Regions from separate parts of the Gossypium hirsutum genome. Here regions 1 and 2 are each linked to region 3. Evidence: chromatin contacts called from public Hi-C data. All regions are on one chromosome and are shown on one strand. The core of a region is the stretch at or near the end of the contact, and the rest is flanking DNA. Distances in the headings are between cores, read along the strand shown. Region 1 holds the start of LOC107916600 (probable galacturonosyltransferase-like 1). Region 2 holds the start of LOC107918032 (B3 domain-containing protein REM16). Region 3 holds the start of LOC121224376.

Evidence for each region. Hi-C and Micro-C count contacts between places; a contact is called where the count stands out from the background.
Region 1: a contact with region 3 is called in a Hi-C map of leaf, with 2.6 times the contacts expected there. The contact joins the promoter of LOC107916600 here to the promoter of LOC121224376 in region 3. A contact is called at or near these places in 10 of 34 Hi-C or Micro-C datasets (callus, hypocotyl, leaf and 1 more).
Region 2: a Hi-C map of leaf shows a contact between it and region 3, with 2.7 times the contacts expected there. The contact joins the promoter of LOC107918032 here to the promoter of LOC121224376 in region 3. A contact is called at or near these places in 4 of 34 Hi-C or Micro-C datasets (callus, hypocotyl and leaf).

Annotation. Positions count from the first base shown.
Region 1 is chrA01:26,145,202-26,148,222 of Gossypium_hirsutum_v2.1, reverse strand. It overlaps LOC107916600 (probable galacturonosyltransferase-like 1), which reads right to left and starts at 1,318. Exons shown (of 1, transcript XM_016845893.2): 1 at 1-1,318. The coding sequence starts at 1,256. The coding sequence ends at 99.
Region 2 is chrA01:26,291,197-26,293,978 of Gossypium_hirsutum_v2.1, reverse strand. LOC107918032 (B3 domain-containing protein REM16) reads left to right here and starts at 1,450. Exons shown (of 6, transcript XM_016847525.2): 1 at 1,450-1,837; 2 at 2,252-2,537.
Region 3 is chrA01:26,637,589-26,640,288 of Gossypium_hirsutum_v2.1, reverse strand. LOC121224376 reads left to right here and starts at 1,354. Exons shown (of 2, transcript XM_041107641.1): 1 at 1,354-2,103; 2 at 2,361-2,494. The coding sequence starts at 1,354. The coding sequence ends at 2,429. LOC107918053 (a long non-coding RNA gene) reads right to left here and starts at 2,529. Exons shown (of 6, transcript XR_005922017.1): 1 at 2,361-2,529; 2 at 1,970-2,082; 3 at 1,749-1,866; 4 at 1,305-1,640; 5 at 1,081-1,152.

The DNA.
Region 1 (3,021 bases), core at 69-2,568, 490 kb after region 3:
GCAGCTTAGAGCTTTTATAGCTCCACCGTTTCTCGACGATTCCGTCACTTTCCTAGCCAACAAACACTTACACCCGAAGCATAATTTTGGCATTCGATTCAAGAATCAAAAGCAAATGAAGTATCCATGAGATCATAAGATGCCCACAAAGCATCCAAAAGGCAGGGTGTTTTAGCATCAAGCCTCGCCCATGGCTTCCCTTTTCCACTCCAATGTAAAACACTAACCGGGCCAGGATGCAAATCCCGGCAAAGACCATCAAAGTTATCACCCCCAAGCCCATGTTGATTCCACCTGTGATCCACCGGAACTATGTTCCCGGCGAAAACTAATAAAAACGGCGGCAATGAACCCAACTCATAAATCCTCATTCTTTTTTGAATCTCCATCCATTCTTCTATCTTCCTCGTGTAATCCCCTTCTCTCCATCGATCAAGATCCATCACCATTACTCCTGTGTTGAAATAACAAGCTTTACGATTCGCAAAAGTTAAGGATAAACAAGGGTTGGACCAAAACGTGGGAGTAAAGTAAGAAACGAAGTTGGCACTGCAATATTCTGTTGCCGCCAAAACTGAGTTATCTCCGAGTTGGATCGCGGCGAGTTCAGCAACGTCGTCAACGAGAATCAGGTCCGAGTCAAGATACAAAACACGGTGGATGCATGAAGGAAGGAGAGAAGCTAAGTAGATTCGAGCGTAGTTCAAAGGGCAATCTAAAGCTGAACGGATTGAGGTTGAAATAAGAGGAACAGATGAGTGATCAAAAGGGTAGAGTCTGAAGTAGAGGTAAGGGAAGGAGGAGGATATGGTGGCGCGTAAAAGTGAGGCGTTTGCGGTGGCGGAGATGAGGAAATGGAAGGCAATGTTGTGGGGACAAGAGGAGTGTTGAAGTACGGAAAGAATAGCGGCCATGGATCCCCTGATGTAAGCTTTGTCGATGGTCATTGCCAAATGAAGCGCTTGATGGGAGCATAAAATATAGGGTTCAGATATTGAAAGGCAAGCCGGAGAATTATAGAATTTAGAGGCTTCTTTTGAATGTTGATGGGTTATTGGTGTGACGGTGGCAGCCATGGTTATTAAGATGGTGAAAATTACTAAGCGATGGAGAAGATGAGCCATTGTACAAATTACTTTCATCATCAGCACAGAGTCAATATAAATACATACAATATTAACTCTGTATCTGAATAGACGGTTGATATTAAATGTAAAGAAAAGGGAGTTTGGATAAGAAAGGTGGTTTCTTCGCATGGAAGAAGAAGGAATCGAAGGGAAAAACAAAGTCCAACGCCATTCACTGCTTCCAAATAACACCTTCGTCTCCTTTTAAACAATTAATAAATATTTTATATAAAATTAATTTAATTTTAATAAAAATATACAAATCATCAACCATTTCAAGTATTTTTTCATAAAACTATACTTCACCGATATATATCTATACTTACTATTATTTAAATGTAATTCAATTTACTCAAAACCAACTTGATCAGAACAAATATTAAAAAAAATCAAATTTAAACAATTAATAGACATTGTCATATAGTGTTTTTGTATTTTATTCATTAATATAGAATTTATATTAAAAATTTTAAATTTAAAAAAAAATACAAAGGATGAGATTTAAACCTAGCCTATTAGTGCTTTGTTTGCTAGTAGAAATATTATTTTTTTACACATGTTTTAGTATATGAATTAGCAATAAACTAATTCAATTGGTAATATTTAGCCACATCTATAATTTATTTTTAGCGAAGAGAGGAAAAATTTTCGCTTAATTTTTACAAGAGTTATCATCCATCTTTCAAATTTTAAATTTAAATTTACTAGTTATTCTTTATTTTATATCTAACAATTATAATACATGCATAATAACTAAGTTTGTTTTGCTCATATAATTACACTAGTAATCAAACGAGACATAAGTATCTTAAATCTTTAATTTTACCATGTCATCCAAAGCTTCATCATACATAAAAAAATATTTTTCTCTCACATTCTGTTTTCTATATCTATGGTTACTATTATTTAAATATGTGACTAAATATCTCAACTCAACTCAACAACTTGATCAGGAAAAATATTTAAAAAAATCACATTTTAGACAATTAATAAATATTATTGTAGGATATTTGTTGCATTTCCTTACCTTTATATTAAGTTTATTTAAAAAACAATTGACCTAAACTATGAAAGGATTCTTAATTTTTAATTTTACCATTTCAACTAAATTCTTATTGTTATTTTAATATAAATTTTTCATAAAACTTATTTTTCACCCATATAATCTATATTTTTATTTAAGCCTCATGTTTTTTCTGTTATTTTTTTTATAAATCAATAAAAAAATCATACATGGTGATTGGAAACTTTTTAACTATTTTAACCTTTTGTTATTTAAATTTGAATTTTTTTAGAGGATGAGGATAGTGTGGTGTCCACCATATTAAAATGGCATATAATTCCTGGTTGTAGGCCACAGCTTATATACATTTGAGCAGGCAACTAGCTAAGGCAAAACAAGTGCTCGATATTATGTCACACAGAAGAACCGTGACATAAAGATACAAAGAAAGTGATGGTCACTTGAGACTAGAAACACTGGAACACACCCAGATCAGCCAGACTGTCCCCATGGACAGCTCCTAACGCACGACAATTGCTGCCCATGTTTTGTGCCATGTGCGCCTCAACAAGAGATAATTTTGCATGATGAAAAAGTACTTAACATCATTTTGTTACAAAACTAGCATAACATCAAACAGTAATTAACCCCATAATCCTGTAATTATCATCGAAACAGTTTCACAAAAAAAGTACAGGGAAAAAGAAATTACCTACCATGAGGCCTAAACGGCAGCTTCACCAGACCTCCGAGCAACCCATGTGCGTAAAGCTTCATCCAATGAACTAAAGGGCCACCCCAGCACTCAACCAAAAAAATCTTGAAACTGGTGGATCAGATAAGAGTAGGAGGAGGCTGATCAAATAAAGCCATTTCAGGACCACTTGTCAA
Region 2 (2,782 bases), core at 201-2,700, 350 kb after region 3:
AAGGCACATTATCACATTCTCGACCCCTCAAATCTACTTATAAATTTTTGCAGTTTCACCTCTAAACTCTGACCCTAAACCCTTAAAAAATCCTAACCTTAACAAAACCCCTCTACCTAACAAAATAAAAAACCCTAACCCTAGGAGAGAGAGGAGGAAAGCGCGTCCAGCTGGGCATGTTTTCCCTTTCTCTCTCTAAAAATGACTTATTTCTCTAAATTTGAAAAAAAAATGACCTAAAAGGCCAAATAAAAAATTTGGCATATATTGTTAATTTACCCAAGGAATACCAACAAAACTTGAGGGGATACCAAAAATTATGAAGGTTAACAATTTTTGGTTTGTTTTAGTAACTTTTTTTCATTTATTTAATTTTTCACATTAAAAAAAGTATCATCAAATATAATTTTTCAATACCGAAATTTAGCATTACAAATTTAAAATTTAACAGTTATAATTTTTTCCGTAAAAAAATTTCATTAGAATTTCATTATATTTAAGAATAATATTTTTTTACTCAAAAACTATATATCGTACCAAATTCTTTTTTTTTTGAAACAATATGAAAAATTATGAGATAATATAAAAAAAAGAATATAAAAATCCTAAGAAATATAAAAAATTATGATAGAATACAAAAAAATATTATGATGAAATATAAAAAAAATTGAAGTAAAAAAATTTACGAGAGAATATTAAAAGAATATGAGATAGTATAAAAAAATGAGGAGATATAAAGTTTGGTTCTCTTAATAAATTTATTTTATTTTATTTACTTAATTATTATAAAAAACAACAAAAATTATGATAATATATAAATTATTAACTTGTAATCTGTTCAATAGATATAGTGTCTAAAAAAACCTATTCAATAGGTAAAAGTTTATCATAATTTCTTTCTGAGTAAATTACACTAACAGTCACTCAATTTTAATGCAGTTGGCAAAACAACCACTCTGATTTTAATTTAACCACTCAACTTTTGAAAAATAACAAATCAGTCATTTTAACCATTTTTATTACAAACCTAACAGAAAAGTAACATGGCATCCTACTGTGTAAAGGACCCCAATTTAAAACCCTAGCTGGGTTGGGCAGTAAAAGAAAAAGAACCAAAGAAGAAGAATGAAAAAAAAGAGGAGGAGGAGGAGGAGGAGAATTAGAGAAAAAGTATAGAGTGGTTCAACAGCAGCATGAGGTTGTGGATCACGGTAACGACAGTGGACAAGCTTCACAGAGAATAGTTCCAGTGACGAGAAGGATCAAGAGCTTTCCTTCACCATATTTAACTAAATGCACCATCTCATCTCATTTTGAGGTCATTTCCATTTCTTTTTCTTGTACTCATTATTATTATTATTATTATTATTATTATTATTATTATTATTGTTAACATTTAATAACCTAATCTTCTGTTTTATCACTCAAAAAATACCAACACAGCGAAGACATCTAATATCATATCTATCTTAGCAAGGAAATCCGAAGGGGAATGAAAATGAGTCTCCAAATCCAAACTCAATCCTTGTCGACACACTTCCTTCCACCCTTCCCTCCAAAACCCAAATTCCTTCAAGCAAAACCCAAACCCTCATTCAAATTATGCTCCTCGCTCTCCACTGTTTCAGTCCCACCAACAAAAACCAGCCACAAGTCATTTCCCGCTGAGGTTTCCAAGACCATAATGGAAATGTTTTTTATAGGGACCCTTTCCACTTTAGCTTAAGATGGGTGGCCATTGAGTGTTGGTGTAAGGCTTGTTGTCCATGCTGAGGGCACCCCTATTTTGTGCTTGCCTCAACCTTCTCCTGGGATCCGCTCCACCCTTCATGTCCAGGTAAATTTCTTTTATATCCACGTCTCTATTTAAACTTCTTTTTGGATAGATATTGACATAATTTACATGTTTATATTTGGATGTTTTTATTCATATTTGGGTAGCTGGTTGTGATATTTCTACAGTTAGGTTGCAATATTTGTTTCTGATTTTGGCAAGATTGAAAGTTGTGGTTTGGCAACATAACAATGTAGTTATGAGGGTATAAATTGGAAGTTGTGGTTTGGGTTTTGGCTTGGGTTTTGGCCTAGGACAAAAAATGTTAATGGGTAATTGATTTATCATTTTTTAATAATGTTAATGATTGATTTATTATTTTTTGAAAATTAAGTGATTCAATTAAAATTAAAGTGATTATTTTATCATTTGTATCAAAATTGAATGACTGATGATGTAATTTATTATTTTTTTAAGCTCACAGCAGAACCGGCCACCCACTTCTAGTCCCTTATCCGGACCAAACATGATGGGGTTGTGGAAACCAGACCAAACGGCGCTGTCCCCGAAGTTGAAACGTGGGAAATGTTAACTGCCAAGTGCCATGTTTTCTAAACTATTTGTTATGTTCTTAATCCACTCCACAACAAAAAAGGCTCGCCCTTTAAGACGTCCTTAAAAAGAGACTCCTGCCCTACGGGTCCACTACTCCAGCTCAGTCTCAGTCTCAGTCTCAGCTCCACCAACTCCATCCTTCTCTCTGGTACAAACAATTCGATCATCTTTACTAATTTTTGTTTGCTTTAGTTTTAACTTCTCAATAATGCCTTTGGCTTCTTCAGTGACCCAGAATTTTAAAACTAAATGAACTATAATAGCAAAGCATTTATTTCAGAATGATGGAAACCAGCCTGCAGATGAATTGTACTTTTCATAGCTAATAACTTACAACTTTTGGGTTTTTCTTTTTATTTTCTTCCATTTTCTTTGACTTCTGGGTTGAACCCA
Region 3 (2,700 bases), core at 105-2,604:
GATTGATCTCAGACAATGTGCTGATAGCTTATGATATTCTTAATACGCTTAAGCATAAAAGATAGGGAAAAAAAAGGTTTATGGCAGTGAAGTTGGACATGAGTAAAGCGTATGACTAGGTCGAATGGAGATTCTTGAAGGAAGTGATGATTCGTATGGGGTTTGCTACAAGATGGGTTGAAGGGGTTATGAATTGCATTTCTTCTGTTTCTTATTCAATTGTCATTAATGGATCCATTAGGGAAAAATTTCGACCATCCAAGGGCCTTAGACAGGGTGACCCTTTGAGCCCATTTTTATTTCTTTTATGTGGGGAGGGTCTATCGAGCTTGTTGAGACTAGCGATGCAGGAAGGAAGTTTGAAAGGGGTGAAGGTCAGCAGGAGTGGACCAGCGATTTCACACTTATTATTTGCAGACGATTGCATCTTGTTTGGGGAGGCTACAATTCGAGGTGCACATCTTTTTAAAGATATTTTAAGCAAATATAGAGCTTGTTCGAGTCAGAAGGTTAATTTCGAGAAGTCAATGGTTTTCTTTAGCAAAAATACGTCGTCAATGGATAAGCAATTAATTGCCAGCTTGCTGGGGGCTTGATGTTCGGAGGAACCGGAACGATACCTAAGCTTGCCAAATATGGTAGGTAGGAGGAAAAAAGAGTCTTTCTAAAATTTGAAGGATCGTATAACAATGCATATTGACAAATAGAGTACAAAATATTTATCACAGGGAGGCAAAGAAGTCTTTATTAAAGCTATTTTTCAAGCTATTCCAACTTATACAATGGTCTGTTTCCTACTACCGAGAACTCTATGTGACGGTATCGAGAGTGTTTTCGTAAAAATTTGGTGGCAAAAGGGTAGAGGAAAGAGGGGTATTCATTGGTACACTTGGCAAGATCTTTGCAGTTTGAAGGAGAGTGGGGGTTTAGGTTTTCGAAAGTTAAACTAATTTAATATCGTGTTGTTAGCAAATCAAGGTTGTCGATTGATTAATTATCCAAATTCATTATTAGCGAAGGTTTTGAAGGCAAAATACTATCCGCAGTCAAAATTTATGGAGGCTAGGTTAGGAAATCTACCTTTTCTCACCTAGAAGAGCATCTGGGCTTCGAAGGGACTTCTCCATAGAGAGCTATGCTGGAGAGTGGGAACTGGGAGAGAGATATCCATTTGGAATGATTGTTGGGTCCCCGGGATTGAAACAATTAATCGGTAGAACAAGACAAAACGAGGAGCTGGAATTAGTCTCAGATCTTATTAACAATTCGAGTACGAAGTGGAAAGTAGAGTTAGTATGTAATACCTTTCAGAATGAGGTTGTTCAGTGAATATTACAGATCCCTCTTGCTGAAATGAACTATGCTGACCGTCAAGTTTGGAAGGGGGAACAATCTGGGGAATTCACCATTCGGAGCGCCTATAAACTATTACAGGATTCTTCACTAAATCCTAGTAGCATTATATTACAGATCGAATTAAAAAATTTTTACAGCAAACTTTGGAGCCTACAACTTCCTACAAAAATCACAAATACAATTTGGCGTATCTTTTGGAATTATTTGCCCACACTTGTAAACCTTAGGAGCAGAAGGGTGCTCATAAATGCTTGCTGCCCCCGCGGTTGTTTGGGGGATAAAGACTGCTCGCACATATTTAGACAATGTCTTACAAGTTTAGAAGCTTGGCAGATGTTAAACCTTTCATGGGTTACCAACAACTCAATACCTGAGTTTCGGGATTGGCTTACCTGGGTACTTCTGCAGGGAACTAAGGAGCAGAGTCGACTCTTTTGCTATGCTCTATGGCTAATATGGTACTCCAGAAATCGGCTAGTACATGAACGGATATTTATCATAGGAAGACAACTAGCACAGAACATTCTAAGTTACAAGGCTGAGCTAGATGAGGCAAGAACTAAGCAAGAATCATCAGATTTATTTCGAAGAAACAGAAGCATGGAAATCTTACCAATGATTAAGATATATTTCGACGCTGCGTTCGACAAGCGAACTTCCAGATCTGCCTCCGGAGTGTTGATGAACTTTTGGCATCAAAGTCAGTCCTTCACAATAATGTGCCATCTCCGTTCGCGGCAGAAACATATGCAGGATTGGAAGCAATTCGGTTAGAGATTTTATTGGGTTTTCGTGAATTACAAATCAGAGGGGATTCAATAACAGTAATCAGGAAGTGTCAAACAACAGAAACAGACAAATCAGTCATAGAAGTAATTATTCGAGATATTCAGAAGAGGTGCATTCATTTTCAAACAATAGAGTTCAAGCATATCCCCCGATCAGATAATATACGTGCCCATCAGATTGCAAAAGAAGCTTTAGAGAGCGGAGTCACCTCTTACCTGGTACAAGGAGAACCGAATTTGCATGACTCGCCTTCGGAAGGTCGTTGGGCAAGAGATCCAGACTAGAAGACGATGATGAGGAATGGAAGAGTTATGAAGATAGCAATGAATGTTTATTTTTTGGGCAAGGCTATCGACTGAAAGGCTGGATAAGACTGAAATAACGATTCGTATAGTAATGTGGAGTACAGCTGTTGTTGAAATGACTGGGGTAGAGTAGGCTGCTTTTTCTAGATTCATCTATTAGGTTGTCGGTTTATATTTCTTTAGCTGTTTCATTTTTGTTTTTAGGAAACTTGCCTGTTCAGCTTTGCTCCGGATAGGGCTTTTATTTTCT